Linked DNA regions of Sus scrofa: region 1 is linked to region 2. The links are chromatin contacts, called in public HiChIP or PLAC-seq maps. All regions are on one chromosome and are shown on one strand. The core of a region is the stretch at or near the end of the contact, and the rest is flanking DNA. Distances in the headings are between cores, read along the strand shown. Region 1 holds the start of EIF4E (eukaryotic translation initiation factor 4E). Region 2 holds the start of METAP1 (methionine aminopeptidase 1).

Evidence for each region. HiChIP or PLAC-seq counts read pairs in DNA pulled down with a chosen protein or histone mark.
Region 1: an H3K27ac HiChIP or PLAC-seq map of alveolar macrophages shows a contact between it and region 2. The contact joins the promoter of EIF4E here to the promoter of METAP1 in region 2. A contact is called at or near these places in 1 of 5 promoter capture datasets (liver), 17 of 47 Hi-C or Micro-C datasets (alveolar macrophages, blood, brain and 7 more) and 2 of 2 datasets of contacts at active chromatin or transcription factors (alveolar macrophages and skeletal muscle).

The regions. Positions count from the first base shown.
Region 1 is chr8:121,406,486-121,410,939 of Sscrofa11.1, reverse strand. It overlaps EIF4E (eukaryotic translation initiation factor 4E), which reads right to left and starts at 1,307. Exons shown (of 7, transcript XM_003129314.5): 1 at 1,183-1,307. The coding sequence starts at 1,200.
Region 2 is chr8:121,349,404-121,353,870 of Sscrofa11.1, reverse strand. METAP1 (methionine aminopeptidase 1) reads left to right here and starts at 1,259. Exons shown (of 11, transcript XM_003129313.5): 1 at 1,259-1,567. The coding sequence starts at 1,454.

The sequences.
Region 1 (4,454 bases), core at 58-2,557, 57 kb before region 2:
AAACTATGACAAACATACTCTCTCCTTTGGGCGGTAACTATCAACTTTGTGCTCTGGGATCAGCCTGCTTAAAATAAGTTTAAGATGGTGCCTGAACTGGGAAGAAAGCCAGGAGAACGGATAAAGAAAAAAAATCAAACAGAAACCTAACTTTAAAAGTTAAGTTAAACAGTGTCTGAGAACTCTTCCAGAGGATAAAGCCGCGGAAGAACAGATGGATCTACACCCATTCGCACTCTCTGAGGCGTGCGCACAGCGCGGAAAGGATGAATGAATGGAAGACAGGCGCGTGTGAAATGCCGCAGGTCCGGCCGGCAAGCCGACCAGCCCCAGCAGCTATCAGCAGGCCTCGCTCCTCCCCCTTCCCTCCTCCATGACAGCCCAGGCTCAAGCATGGAGGGGCGAGGACAATGTGATCCCCCTTCCAACCACCAGCACCCTTCACCCTACTCTCAGAGCTTTACCGCGCCACCAAGGGTTCTCCTCCCCACCCCGAAACCTTTCTCGCCTCCCGGGTCGCCAACCCCGACAACTCTCGGACATGCTGGAGTAACATGCGCTCGCCCCTCTCGGCTCCCCTCGGCGAGGAAGAACCTTCTCCGCGCGTGCCGCGGCACCACTCCCGCCCAACCCACCCCGTGGCACCGCGCGCTCACCGGCTCCCTGGCCCACCGGTCTAAGAAATCCCGGCGCGCGCCCGGAACCCAAGCCCCTGAGCCAGAGCTCGGGAGGGAGAGAGGGAAAGGCTGCTCCGAGGCTCCCTCCTCCATCTCATTCCAGGCCGGCTCGCCGCCCACCGTCCCTGCGAATCCTGGCGCTCGTTCGGAGCCGGGCCCGCGCCTTCCCATCGCAAAGGCACGATTCCCACACACCTCGCCCAGAGGCCGGATCACGCACCACCCTTATAGACACCTTGCGGCTCCACAGGGGGAGCCGCGCCGCCCCTCCCCCACATCTCTCCCCTAGCTCGCGGGCCCCCACCAGAACGTGTGCTCTACACGCCGTGGCGGCCAGCCTCCGGGGCGCCCCCAATTGTCCGCAGGGAGGTCAGGCCAAAGAAGAGGGGGAGGGGGCGGCAAGGGGTAGCGTGCGCGCTGGGAACGCCGTCCCGCGGGATCCTTCAGTCCGAAAGGAGACGGAGCGCGGGGACCGGTGGGGGTGGGGGCCAAAGGCAATACTCACCGGTTCCACAGTCGCCATCTTAGATCGATCTGATCGCACAACCGCTCCTGAAGGGAGGGGGTGAGAGGAAAAAAATGAGATTCAAACCGGATTGGCCGGCTACTGTTCACGTGACGGACGTGTCCGTTTGGCCCTGGCGGCGCCTGCGCAAGACTGCAGCTGCGTGTTTAACAAGAGGCTTCTGGGAAGTGGAGTCGCTCTCTCGGTGGCTCGCTCTCCCTGTCTCTTTTTTTTAGGCTAGGAAGTTTAAAAAAAAAAAAAAAAAAAAGACTGGTCACGTGGCCGGTGGGTACCGTGCGCGGTTCTCGGCGCAGCGGACACTCGCGTGCTGGAGGGTGGCTTTCAGTCCTCTGCTCTTCCGCCTGGGTAGTTGCTGTCGCACTCACTGCCAGGCATGCCTCCTGTGCCCTTTGTCGCCCTGTCCTCCCATCTTCCTCGGAAGGTTGGGAACTGTAGGCTCAACACGCACAATAAGGCTTCATTTGCTTAGTTGAGGTCCTAGGACAAGTTGCCTGTGTGTTTATTTAATTTTCTTTTGACTTCCCACCATTTTCTCTTAGTTCCAAAAAGAGGCGGCGAGGGAAAATCGTTAAGCAATCAACCCTCCCCCGTCCCCCGGCTCCGCTAACGCTGGTGGTCACTCATTGCCATCACTGCGAAAGGGAGTGGCGGAACCGCCCACAGTAACCACTTGCCACAGTTCGGGGGAGGGGGAGTGCACCCGACAGCTTTTCGTGTTCCAACTCCTGAGATTAAAATCTCAGGGCTAAATCTTGCGTGGAAGTAAAAATTATCTGAAGTTCTGTCCTCTCGATTGCACTGTTCTGCTTCGACGTGAAGGGAAATAGCCCAAGTCCAGGTGCCAGCCAGGGAAGCCACTCCGGCCCCCGCTGACTAAGCCCTGGACTGACCGTCAGGAGTCGTTAGGCTGGGTCAACTATGACTCTTGACGTTGACTCATTCTCCTTAGGCAAGTGACTTAATCATTCAGTGCCTCAGCTTTTTCATTTATGAACCACAGATGGTAATACACTTACCTCACAAGGGTATGCTGTGGTAATGATTGTAACCAGCTTTGAAAATGCATCAGACTCTATAAATGCTTCATAATAAGCAACCTCGTGCCTTCGTAAGGATCAGCTGCTTCCCTTACTGTTCTTTAAACAATGTTTTAAATTTTTCTTTTGCTTATGTTGTTACATTATCATGTACACCAATGCAATTTTAAAAGTTTCGAGACAATGTTTTTATAACTAGCTACCCTCCATAGAGGCTTTAATGTTTAGGAAAATATTGTTATAATCACTGGCAATTAGAGGTTTATCCCCAGAGTGACATCCGACGTTTTCTTCCCCGCTAAGATACTGTGCTGTCATTTCTTTCTTTTTTTCTTTTTTTTGCTTGTGCTGTCATTTCTGAAGACAGTCTTACTCTGCACAGTCTGGTTATCCATATAAAAAAACAGAAGAAATCTAGCAGAGTGCTACTGCAAGATTTTAATGAGGAAGATATTATATCATTACTATTTCCCATGCTTCTTAAGAATGTTAACACCAGAAAAATCAGTATAATCAGGCTACCTGTGCCTGCCTGCTTTAGTGCTGCTGATGTCCAGAGCTGTGTCATACCTATTATTGAGTACATAATGGTTGCTTGAGTTGACTAACACATAATTGAGACTGTAATAAGAGCTCAAAACCATTTCCTGCTCATATGCTTTGGTTTACCTGGATGTCAGAGATGATTAATGAAAGCTTTGGTCCAGTCAGCTTAGCTCTAGTAGGTTTAAAGTAATAGAGTTCTAAAAAATAAAATAAAACAAATTGGATAAAGAGGTTTCTATTTGCAGAGACTATGTGCTCTTAATTAAACTATCCAAAGTAATTATAGGCAATCCCAGTGATATCTTCTGTTAGTTAAAAGTAGTATCTGATGGGAGTTCCTGTTGTGGCGCAGTGGAAGTGAAACCGACTAGGAACCATGAGGTTGTCAGTTCCATCCCTGGCCCCACTCAGTGGGTTAAGGATCTGGCCGTGCTGTGAGCTGTGGTGTAGGTTGCAGACTCGGCTTGGATCTGATGTTGCTATGGCTGTGGTGTAAGCCGGCAGCTGTAGCTCCAGGTGGACCCCTGGCCTGGGAATCTCCATATGCTGTGGGTGCCATCCTAAAAAAAAAAAAAGTAGTATCTCAATATCTTTGAGGAGATAATATAGATGTATTATTTTCCCAATGCTGCTAGATAACAGATTTAAAATTTAAAAACACTTCAATCTCTATATGGGACTGAAAACCACTGATATTCTCAAACTTTAATGATAGCTCCCATTTTATTAACTCTCTTGATCAAAACACTCTTCACTTTTGGTAATCATCCTAGTACTTCTATGGTGCATATATATGCACCTATTCTTCAGAGCTTAATTTCTCTCATTTTGTATGTATTTTGTTGCATGTGTTTTGTGGCATATTCATGTGTCCTTGCTTAACATCACTATTAGATTCCACCATGTCAAAGACTTGGTGATTAAGTTTTTAATCTATGTGTGTCTATGGTTTTGTTTTGGCCAATCTGAAATGTACAGAGAAGAAAATTTATACTATATTAATCTACAAATGTACATTTGTTACATTACTACCATATTTGTGTTTGCATTTAAAGAAAAGAGAATAAAAAGATTTTTTTAAGTGGGAAATGGTATTGAGATACTATTCTACTTGATCTCATTATCTAGTTAATACATAACTAATAGCCCAGTGTAATATCATGGTAACAATTATTTATAAGCCTAAATTATTGGTCATCATTTAAGAATGTAAAAATAGTCATTATCTTTTCTCTACATATTTTCCTGAGGCTGCTTTATTACTAGTCTATAGATTTTAACTCACGGTAAAAAGACGTTAAATAATGTAATAGAATGCATAATAAAAACATCACATCATTTTTATCATGTATTTTATTTAGGTTTTCTAGATAACCAAAGTCATTGTTTTGCTGGGCATTGTTCAACTATGGTTCAAACTAATTACATTTGCTATGATCAGTCGATCCCTCAAAAATATCACTGCTACCCTGTCTAGGATTTTTCTTTTCTTTCTTTCATTGGCTGTGTCCCCTGCCTAAGATTTTTTTTTAAACAGGCCTTGTAATTTTAGACATTCTGTTAATTTAGATGCCTCTATCAGTCTCTGACTAGTAGTAAGCAATCCTTTTTCTTAAAATGAATAGGCTTTGAGCATGATGACATGAAATTGTATAATAAATGATCCTT
Region 2 (4,467 bases), core at 10-2,509:
TGTGGCTGTGGCACAGGCTGGCATCTACAGCTCCCATTCCACCCCTAGCCTGGGAACCTCCGTATGCCTCAGGAGCAGCACTAAAAAGACAAAAAAAATTATTATTTGATTTTATTATATTATTTGTTTTGCCTATATAACAAAGACATTAAAAATATGAGCTTTTCTCGTCTATCAAATATGAAAATGTTTAAAAAAGTATGCACTAAGATAACACAAAGTTCACAGCACTTAGTTTTTTTTTTTAAGGATCACACCCACATGGCACATTGAAGTTCCCAGGCCAGGGGTCAAATCAGAGCCACAGCCCATGGCAACGCAGGATCTGACCCTCATCTGCGACCTACACCACATTCCACAGTTATTACTGGATCCCCAATCCATGCAGTGGGGCCAAGGCTCGAACCCGCATCCTCATGGACACTATTTGCATTGTTTCCACTGAGCCACAATGGTAACTCCTCACAGCACTTAGTTGATTATCAATAAATATTAGTTCCTCTCTCTTTCCTAGTGACAGGAGGTATTCAAGCACCAGTCAGAAAATGGAAGATGTGTGATGTAGTTTAAGAGATTTAAGCAACAGGTTTGCATAGAGGACCTCTGAAGCTCCTTTCAACTCTGACATTTCATGATCACTGCAATTGTTTCCTAGATACTTAGTAAACAATGGAATGAGATAACACGAAAAAATATGGTTTGTATTGAATATCCAGAGGTTGTGTTACCATCTCCAGCACCGTACACTGTGAATGGAGGGGGGTGGTGTGAAAAGAAATACCGCAGGAGGGAGCGCGGACGCAAATCCCAACCCACCTCTTCATTGACAGTTCCCTGGCTTCCTTTTTTGTGAATGAGCAGTTGTTCTTGGGCCTTAGAACAGACACTATGAGCGAGAAAAAGAACTTTAAAAAGAGAATTACTTTCCTTTTCCAAGGAGCTGCCGGGTGGACCAAAACAGAGGAGCCAAGTGCCCTTTTCAACCGTCTGAGAGTGTGGGAGACGTTCAAGACCCTGGGATCCAGTCAGTAAGGGACTGGGGAGCTCTCTCTAGGCACAGAGAACGCGAGGCGTGAAGGCCTCTCCTAGTCGGCCGCCCCGGGCCTTCTCCGACACCACCAGGCGGGCGAGCTAGCCGGGGAAAGGACACGCGGACGCTGGGCTCCCTGAAGCTCTCCGGCGGCCCCCACGTGCACGCCGGCCTCCGGGAGGCGGGGGCCGCGGGCAGTGGGCGGGGCGAAGGCCGCGGGGCGGGGCGCCAGCTGCGCGCTGGGCGGGAGCGGGGCGCGCAGCGTGGTCTGGCGCTTCTCCTCCTCCCGCGCCCAGGCGGGGCGGGCTGAGCTCCTCCCCCGGCTCGGCCTCCCTCCCCTCCTCTGCCCTCCCTCCGCCCAGCCGTTTCTCCCTCCCCCTCCCCTTCTTCCTCCGTGAGGCGCTCCTCCAGCAGCCAGGCAGCATGGCGGCCGTGGAGACGCGTGTGTGCGAGACGGATGGTTGCAGCAGTGAGGCCAAGCTCCAGTGTCCCACCTGCATCAAGCTGGGCATCCAGGGCTCATACTTCTGCTCGCAGGTAGACACCCGCCCCCCCGAGGCGCCGCCGCCGCCACCGACCCCTTCCCCTCCCCGCCTGTCCTCGCGGCCGGTCGGGACACGCTCCTCCTCTTCCCCAGGCGGGCGCGCCGGCCGCGCTTCCTTCCCACCTCGTCTGCAGTGCCGCTGCCCCTTCTCGCCCCTGAGGAATCCCCGGCCCTTCGGACCCCGGCTGCGCAGGGCGCACGCGGGGGGGCGGGGGCGCGGTCGGCCGCGGCCACGTGGGCTGGGGGCGGAAGCTGACTTGCCCTGGGTACCCGGCAGTCTTAGGGCGCTGTGTTTCGGGGCCAGGTGTGCGGGCTCCGCAAGACAGATGGGGACGCCGCGGGAAGGGGGCAGCCCCAGCCGTGTGAGCCACCACAGCCCCAGCTCCTGGCAGGGCTCTGATCTTGGTCGCGGGGGGCTGCGGGGCGGGTAGTACCCCGGTCCCGACGGGATTGGGGGTCAGAAGACACCAGCTGGGCTTTGAGGAGTGAGTTGCTTGGGACCATGGAGTCGCAGAGAGGAGGAATCCTAGCTCCAGCCCCACCTCTGTTCCTAGGTTTTACTGCTGCGCACTGACACTTAAGCAACTTTGGGGTTGAGGAATGGAGAGAGTCTGTGTAATTCATTTTTTTCCTTTGGCATCCAAAATTATTAATTTACAAGACCGTAAACTAACAGGGTGAGTCCTTCTGTTTTACCCAGTTTCCCTCTGAGTGAAAAAGACAGTTCCATTAAGGGTTATGCTTTAAGGCCGTAGTGTATTTTAGTAAGTTTTGTGCAGTGGAGCAAAGCCAGCATTGAAAGGGGTCCGGACTGAAACGTGTGCTCGTGTTTATGTTTACTGAGGAGTGCTAGTATTGCGGGCACATTTTGACGCTTAGAGTATTGGCCCGGCAGCGTAGTTTGGCTTTTAGTTACAGACCAGGTTTCTTGAAGAGAGACACATGAATATTCAAGTACTAAATTGGTAGTGTTCTTGGGGGAGGAGAGCGTGAACAAAGAGTCCGAAAGTCTGGTCAAGGCCCTGCCCTTGCCGGTGACTGTAAGATCTTGAACTAATCAAGTTACTTAATCTTTCTGAGCTCCAATCCCACCACTGTACCGAGGGGAAGATGATACTTTTACTTACATAGTTCACAAGGTTGTTCTGAGGTACATATTACTCAGTGAATGTGAAATGCTGGTAAAACATTAATCGTTTATGTAGCACTGTATGAATAAATAAATAGAATAAAGACAAACATATAAACAATAAACAATGATATTATTTCAAATATAAAATGTAAACATAAGGTGTATGTAAAATTAACATGTAAATAAGATCCTTAAGGCCCAACACTTGTAGATAAGAGATCCTAGCTAAGTTGCACAGGTCTTGTTTTCAGATAGGACATGATCCTTGACCTTGTTAGTATCGTTTGGAAAAAGTTGCACATGAAGTGTTGCTCATTCTAAAAATAGCATTGGGACTACTCAACGTACTAAACTGGTCTGAGTCCTTTTGTTTCTTTAAAATAATTGTCAAATTCTATAATTTGTTGAGGTCAATGTGGGACCTGGACTTCAAACCACAACCAAAAAGACCCCTAGCAGCATGCTTTTGAAAATTGTGTACTGTCTGAATAGAATCATGTGGTTTACATTGTTTAAAGTTAGTTGGCATTTTGTAATGCTAAATGAATTAATAGGTACAGACACTTATGAAACCATGTTCATCAAGGAAAGGTGGGATTCTCTTAGGTATGGTATTATTCAGCAGAGGGAACGTTGGCTCATTGGGGTTTGTGGGAAAATGTCAACACACTTGTGAAAACATGCAAGGTGTCCTCAGTACTGTAGGATGGGAAGTATTTCATGTTGGATTCTGTAGGTACATTTTTGATACCATTGCTATACCTGTAGCCAAACACATCCTGACTGGCCGAATAGGATAATGTAGTTTACATTGTCTCTCTTTCTTCATTCCTCTTACTACCTCTTACAGTCAGTTTTTAAAAATTTTCCCCCGTTCAGGTATAGTTGTCTCTCAGTTCATTTTCCTACTGTAGTTTCCTACTTTGCAAATAAATGTCCACACACACAAAAACAAAGGAACAAAACCTTTTGTACAGAGGTTGTTTTTCCCCATGGCATAGCTCTGTCTGACTATGCATACACCCCAGTCGTAACGAATAGGTTATTTGTTTTTTTTTTAAGGGTCACACCTGTGGTATATGAAAGTTCCCAGGCTAGGGGTTGAATCAGAGCTCCAGCTGCCAGCCTCTGCCACAGCAATACCAGATCCTAGCCACATCAGGTTCATTACTGCTGAGCCACAGTGGGAACTCCCAGGGCACCTCTTCTGAGTCTACCTTTATTTTATTCTCTTGCCCTAACAGAGGCTGTATTTATACTCTTTCCTTCACTAGAATGTCCCCTGTCTTCTGAACTCACAGCTATTCCTTCAGTCCCAGCTTGAGACCTTGATCAATCACTAACTTTTCTTAAGCCAGTTTCCACATTTGTGATGAAACTAGGGCTTTTTCTTGCCACTTCATTAGCAGTGGTCTGTCTTTTCTCTCCTTGCTCCTCTGGTCTCCAGCCTGGCTGTCTGGACAGCTTGTCTTTGGGAACAAACTGTGAACAAAACTGCAAGAGTCATAACAGAAGTAAGCCTTTCCCAGTCATCCTTTCACACAACATTATTTCCTTTATAACGTTTTATATAATCTGTAATTATCTCATTTTTGTTCTTGTTTATCTGTCTTTCAATCAGAAAGGCGAGCATCAGAATAAGCTATCTTATTCACTGCCCTGATTTTATTTCTTAACACAATGCTCTGTATGCAATAGGTGGTCAATAAATGTGTGATTCAAAGTATTAAAAGAGTAGAGAGTAAGACTTCTGTACTTGAA